Linked DNA regions of Triticum aestivum: region 2 is linked to region 1. The links are chromatin contacts, called in public Hi-C maps. All regions are on one chromosome and are shown on one strand. The core of a region is the stretch at or near the end of the contact, and the rest is flanking DNA. Distances in the headings are between cores, read along the strand shown.

What was found. A called contact is a pair of places that touch in the nucleus more often than the background predicts.
Region 2: a Hi-C map of leaf shows a contact between it and region 1, with 5 times the contacts expected there. The contact joins the promoter of LOC123092298 here to the promoter of LOC123092294 in region 1. A contact is called at or near these places in 3 of 5 Hi-C or Micro-C datasets (all in leaf).

Annotation. Positions count from the first base shown.
Region 1 is chr4B:389,925,708-389,931,667 of IWGSC CS RefSeq v2.1, reverse strand. LOC123092294 (SNF1-related protein kinase regulatory subunit beta-1) reads left to right here and starts at 4,153. Exons shown (of 4, transcript XM_044514019.1): 1 at 4,153-4,529. The coding sequence starts at 4,290.
Region 2 is chr4B:390,792,211-390,798,424 of IWGSC CS RefSeq v2.1, reverse strand. LOC123092298 (inactive glucose-6-phosphate 1-dehydrogenase 4, chloroplastic) reads right to left here and starts at 2,239. Exons shown (of 12, transcript XM_044514028.1): 1 at 1,955-2,239; 2 at 1,295-1,505; 3 at 759-994. The coding sequence starts at 2,032.

The DNA of each region.
Region 1 (5,960 bases), core at 2,904-5,403:
AAATTATAGACTATTGTTCTGAATCATTCAAATATAAATATTCATGTCATAAAAGAAACATTACATGATGAACATGTTAGGTAGCATTCCACATCAAAAATTCTGTTTTTATTATTTACCTACTCGAGGACGAGCATGAATTAAGTTTGGGGATGTTTGATACGTCTCCAACGTATCTATAGTTTTTTTATTGTTCCATGCTATTATAATATCAATCTTGGATGTTTTATATGAAATTATATGCAATATTATATCATTTTTTGGGCTAACCTATTAACTTAGTGCCAAGTGCCACTTGCTATATTTTGCCTGTTTTTGGTTTTTCAGGGAATCAATACCAAACGAAGTCCAAATGCCATGAAACTTTTTGACGATTTTTCCTAGACATAAGAGACCCTAGAAGCTTCAAGAGGAGGCCAGATGGCGAGGGAGTAGGCCACAAGCCACATGGGCGATCTTAGGGGGTTGGCGCGCCCAGGTGCCTTGTTGGCCCCTCGTTCCTCCGTTGACCTAATTCCAACTATATAAATTCTCTAAAATCGAGAAACCAGCGGAGAGCCACCCAAAATACTTTTTTCGCCATCGCGAGCCTCTGTTCTTGTGAGACCCCATATGGAGGCCTTTTCCAGTACTCTACCAGAGGGGGAATCGATCATGGATGACTTCTACATCACCTTTGCTCCCCTTCCGATGATGTGTGAGTAGTTTACCACAGACATACGGGGCCATAGCTAGTAGCTAGATGGCTTATTCCTCTCTCTCTCTCTCTCTCCCTCTCCCTCCCTCTCTCTGTTTGATCTTCAATATAATGTTCTCTTAGGTGTTCTTAGAGATCTATTCAATATAATCTTCTTTTGCAGTGTGTTTGTTGGGATCCGGTGATTTGTGGATTTATGATCAGATTATTTATGAATATTATTTGAGTCTTTTCTGAACTCTTTTATGAATGATTATTATAGCTTTGTATTTCTCTCCGATCTATCCGTTTGGTTTGCCCAACTAGATTGATTTATCTTGCAATGGTGAGAGGTGCTTTGTGATGGTTCAATTTTGCGGTGTTCAATCCCAGTGATAGAAAGGGACATGTCACGTATTTGTACCGTTGCCAATAAGGATAAAATGATGGGGTTTATTTATATTGATTGGATTTACTTTGTCTACATAATTTCATCTTGTTTAAGGCATTACTTCGTTCTTTATGAACTTAGTACTTCAGATGCATGCTGGATAGTGGTCGATGTGTGGAGTAATAGTAGTAGATGAAAGCAGAAGTCGATCTACTTGTCTCGGACATGATGCCTATATACATGATCATTGCCTTAGATATCGTTATAATTATGCGCTTTTCTATTAATTGCCCAACAGTAATTAGTTTACCCGCCGTATGCTTTTTGTTTGAGAGAGAAACCTTTAGTGAAAATTATGGCCACATGGCTTATCTTTATCATATATTAAAATTCAAAAATACTTTATTGTAGTTTATTTACCGTTATTTTATTTTGTGTTTTTTTATCTATCTGTGAGTACGAGATTTGATCCTTGTAATTAACCGTCAAGGGACAACCCTTTGATTTGCATTGGGTGCAAGTATTTGTTATCTTGTGTGTAGGAACTGTTCATGAGATTTTGCGTGGTTCTCCTACTGAATTGATAACCTTGGTTCTTAACTGAGAAAAATACTTTCTGCTACTGTACTGCATTATCCTCTCCTCTTTGGGGAAATCCCAATGTAGCTCACAAGTAGTAGCCGCCTCCGCTATTGGCGCCCTGATCTAGACGGGAGCGGCGCAAAGCATTCCGAGAGCGACCGTATCGGCGTCGCTCTCGTCGCCATTGGAGCCGGAGCCGCTGATGTCGTTCGCCATGATCAGATTGGGAAGAGGAGACGACGAATGAGAAGAAGAAAGAACGAATTGGGAAGAGGAGAGGACAGAGAGAGTGGAGTGAATTGAGGTCTAGGGTTCATCACAAGGGATACATGTTGGGTCGGGGTGGGTCGGGCTGACGTGGCGGACGAGCCCGGCCGTCCCATATCCGTCCCATATTTGGGTCAGATATGATGGGTGCCGGACAGTCCGGACGTCTGAGGATAATTTGAGGCGCCTGAGTGGGTTCTTTTTTGTGACCGATCAGTCCGTCCTGGCATTTGAGAAGGGTCTGAGGCTCCATAGATGCTCTTAGAGGCAGTCGAAAGAGAATTGTAATTTATTTGTCTAGACTTAATGGTTATCCCTAACCCGAATTGCATTAGTTTTATGTTATTTTACACTCTTTGCCGGTGTTGTTAGATAATTCAACGGTGGCCGGATCCATCTGTATCAGCGATCGATTCCGATGATTCGATTAAGGAGTTTCCTTTTGAAGGTAAGACTCGAAGAAGGAGCTGAGTAGTGTTGGCAGAGATGGATCGCACGTCGATGTGGAGTAGTACCATTTTCGTGTTAAGGCATGCCGAGCGCATAACTAATTAACTAGTGTTCTTTTGGCCGAATTAACTAGTGTTTTTTTTTTTTGAGAATGCTTAATTAACTAGTGTTGGTAGGTCGTCTCTCGTCCTACTTACATCAAATAAAAAAGGTCCATGATTCGGCGACGCAAATCCAAGCTCTAGATGAGGCGCAACCTACATAAAATGAACGACGACAGTGTTGCCAAATTTCCTGCAGTGGCACGACAAACACTGGAATCCTTTTTTTAGCATCATAAACTTTATTCATCAAATGATAGCCACAAACGCTGAAATCCTTTATAACACTAAGCTTTCTAGTTTTAAAGAGGCCACATTTAATTGCGGTCTTCAATTAGAATTGGGTTTTCTAATTTTAACCGGGTCAACAATTTATCAAATTTCTCTCATTCAATTCTTTTATATCATACATACACTTTCTAATTTTTAAGGCCTCACAATTAATTAAGGTAGTCAATTTAAAATTGGGTCAACCGATTTTGACCGGGTCAATAATTTGACCTCTCTCGTTCAATTCTTTTACTTTCCTATGTTTTCTAATTTCAAAACTCTTTCATTGAATTGTGGTATTCATTTTCGGATTGGATTTATGATTTTGCCCATTAAACATTTTTTAAATCAATCAACAACAACCGCCCTATAAAAACATATCAATCCCGCATACCCTCCCATCACTAAGAAAAAAGAAGCGTCACCATGTGATACCATAGCGAAAAACATTCAGATTTCTTTCACTTTTGATCAAGTTCAGAGCGAAAAATATCGACATCCACAATATTAAACAAAAAATATGATAAATTCATTTCATGATGAATCTAATCCAAATATATCAAATCTGTATGATTAGATTTGTAAAGAAATATTTTAAAATAGAGCGAGTATGTTTTTTAAGAAACCCAACAACACCAACGGCGCAGCAAAGCGCGTCTAACCCTTTCAAGTCGATGGTTAGAGGGACTATGGTATCCCTAGCCCACCAGGATTCAAATCCTGGTGCTCGCATTTATTCCTGGATTTATTTTCAGGACTTCCGGCGATGCGCGTTCAGTGGGAGGAGACGTTCCCGTCGACGATGAGACGCCTACGGTGACTTCAAAAATCTCAAAATGATATGTCCGGCTTAGTCTTTCGGAGGCGCTCATAGGGGTAGGGTGTGCGCGTGTGCGTTCATAGGGATGAGTGTATGCGCGTGTATATAAGCGTTTGTGCATGTACTGATGTTGAAAAAAAAAAGTCCGGGTGATACTCGCGACGGCAAACGCAACAAGGCTAATCCTTCACCTACCATTGTTCCTTGACACGAATCCATCCCTTTCACGATTCTCGTTCTTCAACGCAAAGGATTCCCAAGACAACACGCCAATGAGATCGCAGCGATGGATGCCGGATTTCGGGTCCAGGGAGCCGGCGCCCGATCCAGGTTCAGGTTCAGGCTCCTCTCTCTCCCCAACGGCCGAACGTGCGCGCCGTGACCAGGGCCCCGCTCCACGTCACGTACATATCACCAAACACGCCCCTCCGTGCGCTACACCCTCCTGCACCGACCGGCAGGCGGGCCACGTGGGGCCGACGCGACGGTGACGGTGCAAGTGCAACCCACGAGCGCCGGGTGCACGCTTCCCGGGCAAGGGGTAGCGAGCGGCACGCGCTTAATTACGCGACCAAACGGGCGCAGCCATCCCTCTCCCTCTCCTTCCCTCTCTCTCTCTCTCGCTCGTCTTCCTTGCCCCCTCGCGCAACAGCAGCGCCACAACGCAGTGAGTGGCACTTCCGTGATTTCGCCGCCGCGGGGGCGGGGGGAGGAGGAGGAGGGAAGGAGGCCATGGGCAACGCCAGCGGCAGGGAGGAGGACGCCGCCGCGCCCGGGGAGGCCGACGCCGCCGACGTCGACGTCGAGGACGGAGGCGACGACTCCTCGGCCCGCGGCTTCCCTCCCTACGGCGGAGGCGCCAACCACGTGCGCCGTGCGTGCTCAGTGGGCGTCGTGGGGGCCAGCGGCGGGCCCGGATCGCCGCCCGTGAGCCCCGGCCGCTCCCTCTCGCCGCGGATGTTCGTGCCCCAGGTCAGATCACCAGATCCCGCACCCTCTTCTCCATTTTGTTGCTCGCTCTACTGCTACAGAGTTTGGTTCGGTTCGGATGCCTAGTTTCTCCCCTGCTGGTGCTCGTATGTGCTCTCGAGATGTGGAGGTTCCACTGATTTCGTTGGTTGGTTGGTTGGCTTAGGGTCCCAAGGCGAGGACTGGTCGCGATCTGGAAATGGCTCTGTGTCTTCCAAATTCACTTTAGCTAATGCTGCCCTTTCTGTGGATAAACTGTTTGATCCCTGCGCGAGAATAGGGCAAAGAAGCACAAACCTACTTGCTGCTAGTCCATCTTAGTATTATTGATTGTAATGACAATGCGGGAAGCAGGGGCGGAGCCGGGCAAGCCAAGCCAAGTAAAGAAAAAATATCCAGTACAAAAATAATCATATAGAACAAAGTTTTGCTACCATTACATTTCCATTAATTTAAATTGGCCTCTATGATTGCCAATAAGATCAAAAATATTAATAAATTTCATCAGAAGCTATCTTAGCTGCTAAATTTTTTCTATGTAAATTATCATGCAATGGCGAAGCAAATCGTCTCCCATTTTATTTCGAAGACCTGTTTTCACAATTTTCATAGACGAAAAAGCCCACTCTGCCGTTGCCGATGAGACTGGGAGAGTGATAACTAGTTGTAGCAACCCGTCAACTATTGGATATGAAGAAGATTTACCTGTTTTAACTAGTCCTTTTGTTAAACCTGCACTAGATGGCAAAGTCATCAGTTCTGGATGGTTGCACACGCTGAAAATGAGGTAGCTGAATTTCCAACTAAGCTAATTCTTGACTTGATAAATAAGCGGGCTAGAATTTTAATGGTGTTTGGCCCTGCTTTTCTCTTCATAGCTGCTGCATGCGGATTGGAATGGAGTCATGGAGAATTAACATACTGTAGAAGTGTAGAAGTTTGACATAATCACATAAAAAATTGCATCACAGATAGGAACTAATACAAGATAGTAGACAATTTGCATCACAAAAATAAGAACTGACCCACACACACAGTACAGAACTATCATGATAATTGTGGACATTTGGAAGATGGGAACTCTTCATAGAATCGTAGACCATAGTCACAAATTACACAACCAAATTACCAAAAATAAAATAAAAATTGGAGCATCAATTCGACAGTGATACAGGATGAGAATCAACATTTCCGTTCGTTGGTTGAAGCGGGAAGAATTGACAGGTGCAGCAGCCAAATACCTGAACATGTGAATCAGATCTGCTGATTGAGAATTCGAGAGCACTCAGGGCAGCACGCTTGGGTCCTGGGAGAAGCCGAGCAGAGCAGGGCGACTGGAGCAGGTCGACTGGGTGAGAGGGCAAGAGGCGATCCGGGGAGAGGGCGTCGAAAACTGGAACGGTGGCGGCGACTAATCCCATGTATACGGTAATT
Region 2 (6,214 bases), core at 990-3,489, 870 kb before region 1:
CATGGATCAACGGGCTGTCATTCCTGGAAGCTAATCTGGAAGTGTTGGGCGCCGCCGCGGGTCAAGTTCTTCCACTGGTTAGCCAACCAGGACCGCTGCTGGACGGCAGAGAGGCTGGCGCGCCACGGTCTCCAGTATCATCCCCGCTGCCTCCTATGTGACCAGCAACCGGAGACAATGCGACATCTGCTGCTGGAATGCCCCCTAGCCCGACAGGCATGGCACGAGACCCTGGCCTGGCTACGCATACCGGCCCCGATCCCAACACAGGAACTGTCGCTTACGGATTGGTGGAACCATGCCAAGGAAGACACGCCGCCGATCCTTCGCAAGGCCCTGAAATCTGTCGCGCTGCTCGTGCCTTGGATGGTCTGGAAACACAGGAACAGCTGCGTCTTCGACAATACGACTCCATCCCTTAACACGCTCCTAGATAGCATTCAGGACGAGGCCCGCTCATGGGCGGCAGCTGGGGCACCTGGTCTCCGACTTGTGCTGCCCCAAACCTGGGATGTGCATTAATCCACCTGCTGTAATCCACACATCCTCAGATGTCTGTAACTGAACCTCCCCCTTTTCAATGAAAAGAAACGCAAGGCTTTTGCGTTTTCTCGAAAAAAAAATCCTAAATAGAAATTGATGATTCAGCGGGTTGATCACAAATATAGGATTGAAGATTGAGGCTTGTTTGCTAAAGATGGTTCTAAAAAAGAATAAAAATGAAGGCAAGCAGAAGTTATGACATGTTATGCTCATACCTGAGGAAGAAAACCACTGTAATACAGAGCAAATAGTGCTGGGAAGACTTTACTTCTTGCCAGTTCGCCAGTAGCTCCAATGACAGCAATGCAAAGAGATGGTACACTTTCAGGTTGGTCATCAAAGTTATCAAACAGAACAACGCCTTCCTCTAGTACAGGACGATCAGCTTCAGAGTGGTTGAGTCCCAGATGCATTGAACTTTTGTCATCGATCGAGTTATTACCTCCAGTTTCTACATAAAAGGAAACAATAATGTGTGTGTGAAAGCATCTGGATGCAAGCAAATAATTACAGAGAAATTTGTAATGACAGTACTAAGATAGTACGATGAAAGCTAGTGCCTACCATGTTTCAGAAATGGTGCACACTGAATGTAACTTTCAAATTTGCCAAAAAGAAGCAGCTTTCAAAGGCACGAAACAAACCAGTGTCATGCAAAAAGTAAAAACCGTGGGAATCATAGGCCAAGAATCACATAATTTTGATAGATATATGCGAAGTAGCAAAATGCAAGTGGTATCCGAATACCAACCATCAGCAGGTTGTACATTCCGACGAGTTATCTTTCCAGTCCGTGATGCAACCTCGAAGCAGTCAGGAATTTGACCGTCCCCTCGAATTCCCAGCTTTCTCTGAACTTGCCATCCGTGGCTCCTCAGGGCCTTCTGCAGCTTCATCTTGGCAGCCATCCAACATCTCAGTCCACAAACTTGCGGTCTAAAATTGACGGCGGGTCCTGCAACCTACATGCAGAAGCATCAAGCGGTGATCAGCACTTAATGTGTCCATGCCTACGACATCTGACACTGACAGTCATTGAACCAGATGCAGAATAAATAAAACGCAAGCATCATCTGTAGGCAATATGGGGCAGAATGGTGCTTGGACGACTCTGTATTCCGTCAGCCTCAGGCGCCAGAACGGGCCACAAGAATCACAAGCTCAAACACGCATTTCAACGAACATCCTGATAGCAGCAGACAGGAGCACTCGCCCTTCCATCCGCCCCTCTTCCTCTTGGCCCGTAGGAATGACGCATGACGCATCCATGGTCACAGAATCCAGCATAGCACCATAACCATAGCAAGTTGGTAAAGGCATTTTATCAACCAGGTCAAGCGCGCCACAAGGGTGGAAGGAGGCCGAAAGGCACGACGGCCGCCAACCACAGGAGCTCGGGTGGAGTACTCACCGGGCTGAAGCGCGCAGCCCCCAACGAAGGCGGCGCTGGAGCTGCTGAAGCCGTCACGGCGAGGACCGTCGTAACCATACTCGGCGTTGGCGCTTCTTTCTCGGCCCGCCGTGTCCTGCCCCGCTTCTTTTTAGTCTCACGCCGGTGCGAGGATCGTGTCAGGCCCCGGCTGATCTGATAGTGATAGTGATAGACAGCCACGCACAGTAGCTAGCCGTACGTGTCGTCGGCTTCAGTTATCACGAGGGAGTGGATAGCGACGCTCTGTAGCCGCCCCCGTTGGGATGCACATTTCGCACTACAGCCAAAAAAGCCCTCGGAAAGTGACAAAGTACTCCCAACTCCTTGCTTTGTGAAATGCTTACAGAGCAGCAAGTCTAAAAATAACGTTGCTCATGTGTAAGGACGCGTGCGTCTGGGAGCTAAACTTTTTCGCTATCAGCTATCGCTTTGCCGTTTCGAAGCGTGGGATGCAGTTTCACTGTCCAAGTTCTTGGTTCTGACAAACACAAGTTGATGACTATTGAATTCGTATGAGAAATATTATTGTCTCTTTTTTTTTTGAAAGATCCAGCAGATGGCTGACTTGTATTGATCAAAAGCAGGGAGATGAGAAATATTATTGTCATAGTCGCTACTGTTGTTGTTTTTCTTTAAACATAGGCGTGAGCTTTGCCTTGTCTATTAATTAAAAAGTTTATTGTTACAAAGACACCCTAGTGTTACTCTCTCAATATAAATTTTCCTAACTTCTTAGCCCCCGCTTTGGTCCAAAGCACGGCCTTCTCTTTAATTAAGCTTAGAAGGATTGGATGTAGAGCGCTCTTGTGACGGAAGACACGGGCATTTCTCTTGCCTGAGACAGACCAAGACTTTCCTACGAGGAATGTTGGCATCTAATAAATTGATCCACCAACCTTTAATATAATATTTTGAGTGCCACAAGAAGGTATCAATGTTTTCGAGGTGTATCCAATCATCGACAAAATTTGAAAGGTAAATGGGAAGCGGTTGTTGTGCAAAAATAGTATACAAAAGTTACACTCATAACTCAGGTTTGGAACCCGCAAAAACAAACTCAGATTTGGAAACTATGCCCATGCAGAGAGAGTAGATTGTTAGTTGAAGCAACATCTAACGATGTGTCTGTATATCGATCTATGCTCCTGCGTGAGCTTGTGGACCTATCTATGGGCATGTAGCTTTGGTTTTTCTTCATGAACCTATTTATGGGCCTCGGATTTATAGATTCTCAAAACACAAGAATATGAAGGGAAAAAAGTCAAAATCCTTCAAAAAACATGTGAAATTTTTTCAATCAATGGGGATGTTTTGCTGATATTCAACTAAGCCGCGGAGAGACTCCTGGGTTTCTAAAAAAAGATGAGTTGAGACTTGGGAGGTTAAAAAGTTGTAACTGTTTTAAATCCTATATAGAATTAGAAAACCACGTGAAGTCGTAATTGGGGGGCCCTCTTTGTTCGCAGGATTCTCAAAATATAGGAATAGAAAAAGCATATGAATTAATTTGAACAATATGTGTATGATGCCACAGAAAAACAAAAGTTATACAAAGAGATTCGAGTGGATAGAAATTTTCCTCCAAAACTATGTGCAAATCAATCCTCGGGAATTTTTCCTATCCCAGGTTTAAATCCTCCACAAATCCTATGAAATTCCTTCGAATCGTAGGTTAAATGGTTTATAGCTAAAACGTTATAGTACATCAGTGAGTAACAAATCGAACGACATCATCCAAGTATCCTCCTAGGGTCCTAGTCTTTTATGACGGCTTTCTTAAGCTTCCGGTGCAAAGAAGATTGATAGACCACTCAACACAAGATGTTGTTATATTCATGGAACATGATTTGGCAAAGGCTAGGAATATGAAACTGGTTTCGTGTCTTTTCGAGCAACTGTCTGGTTTGAAAATTAATTTCAACAAGAGTGAACTGTTCTGTTTTGGGCACGCCAAGGAAGAAATGGAAATTTATAGACAGATGTTTGGTTGTGAGTTGGGGTCTCTTCCATTTAGGTACATGGGAATCTCAATTCATCACCGAAAACTAACCAACACAGAATGGAAGCGCATAGAGGATCAATTTGAGAAGAAACTAAGTAGCTGGAAGGGCACGCTTATGTCTTATGGGGCCGGCTAATTGATAAATTCCTTGCTTAGAAGTATGCCAAAGCTCCTATTGTCCTTCTTTAAGTACATGTCGGGGTATGGAAAAGGTTGGACTTTTATCGATCACGTTTTTTCTAGCAAAGCGATGAGAAACATGTTGGTCAAGTGAGGTGAGATATAATTGTACGCTGAAGGACCAAGGGGGCTTAGAGATTGAAAACCTTGAGGTAAAGAACAGATGCTGCTTAGTAAATGGTTATGCAGGCTTTCTACAAAGGACGAGGGTGTGTGGATACAAATTATTGCGTAACAAGTATTTGCAATCCAAGACCCTCACACAAATAACGGCACAACCGGATGATTCACCTTTTTGGAAGTGGCTGATGCAACCAAAGGTTTCCTTTTTTTAATAGGACCAAATTAATTGTAGGGAACGGCAATACCACTAGGTTTTGGGAAGATACATGGCTAGGAAAGATGCCCACAGTTCATACAATATCCAACCCTCTACAACCCTCTACAGTATTATACAATGTAAAGAGGCTTTCGGAAGTACAATTCTAGGATCGGTTCCTTTAAACATTTAGTTTAGGAGATCCCTGGTGGGAGAGCGATGGAATAGATGGCTACATCTCGTGTGTAGGTTGATGGATGTCAACCTTTCCGATAAGCCAGGTACACTACACTATAAACTGTCTCAGAGGTATTCTCAGTGAAATCAATGTATATAGATTTGGTAAACTCTGGTCCAATCCCAAAGTCACTTCACACTTGGAAAAATAAGGTGCCTTTAAAGATAAAAGTCTTTCTGTGGTTTGTTCACAAGAAAGTGATCTTGACTAAGGATAACTTGGCAAAACGTAGTTGTAAGGGTAGTAAACAGTGTTGGTTTCCGTGATCAAGATGAATCGATCCAACATCTTTTTCTCAAATGCCCACTAGCCAAGCTACTATGGCGCACATTGTGGCCTTTAATGTAAGTCCTCCTAATACCATTGCTATTTATTTGGAACTTGGCTAAGGAAAAATATCATACGAAAACCAACATTCGGTGGAAACCGATGAAAACCATGTGAAAATGATGTTTTGAAGTATCAAAAAAATCTCAAAATATTACGGATGTTAAGAGAGCGATGTTCTATTGCCTTACAAAATTTCAAGTTCAAACACGTTACGAGATATGAGCTATGAAAAAACAAAATCAGCATTGAATAGTGCCAAACAGTAATGTCACTATTCATTCCTAGATTTCTCTTTTCCATAGCTCACATCCTGCAATGTGTTTTAACTTGAAATTTCACATGACAATAGAAGTTCATCCTCTTAACATATTACATTTTTTCAGAATTTTTTGAAACCTTCAAACATGGTTTCCACAAAGTTTTCTTTAAATGTTGGTTTCCGTATGATATTCTCCCCTTGGCTAAATGGGGTAGAGCCTAAAATAGCGGCGCTATTTGAATCGGAGTGTGCGTATTACTTTGGACTATATGGAACTATTAGAATGGCATGATTTTTAGCACATAAAACATCACAATTTTTTTGCAGGTCATTTACAAAGCAACTGGCTGGCTCCGGACTTGGTCGTTAATCAGCCGTGCGAAAATTAAGAAGCACATGGCTTAAGGCTATATGGAACTGACAAAATGAGGTGATTTTTAACAAACAAAACATCACAAAATTTTCTTTTTTTGCAGATCATCTATAGAGCAACTGGCTAGATCCATACATGATCGTTACTCAAGTAAATTATATGGCTTATGGGTGTAACCATTAGGAAACGGTAGCAAGTGAAGCAACCTGGATCGTTATCCAACAATAGGATAGGTGTATAGTCATCTAGTCCTATTTTTGTCGGCAATGTCCTTTTCTTTTCAACGCATTTTGAGTTCTTGTATCGTACCACATACTTGGTCCAACGATAGAGTAGGTGTATAGTCATCTAGTCCTATTTTTGTCGGTTGCGGCAATGTCCTTTTCTTTTCAACTCAAAATCTGAGTTCTTGTATCGTACCACATACTTGGTCCAACGATAGAGTAGGTGTATAGTCATCTAGTCCTATTTTTGTCGGTTGCGGCAATGTCCTTTTCTTTTCAACTCATTTTGAGTTCTTGTATCATAGCACATACTT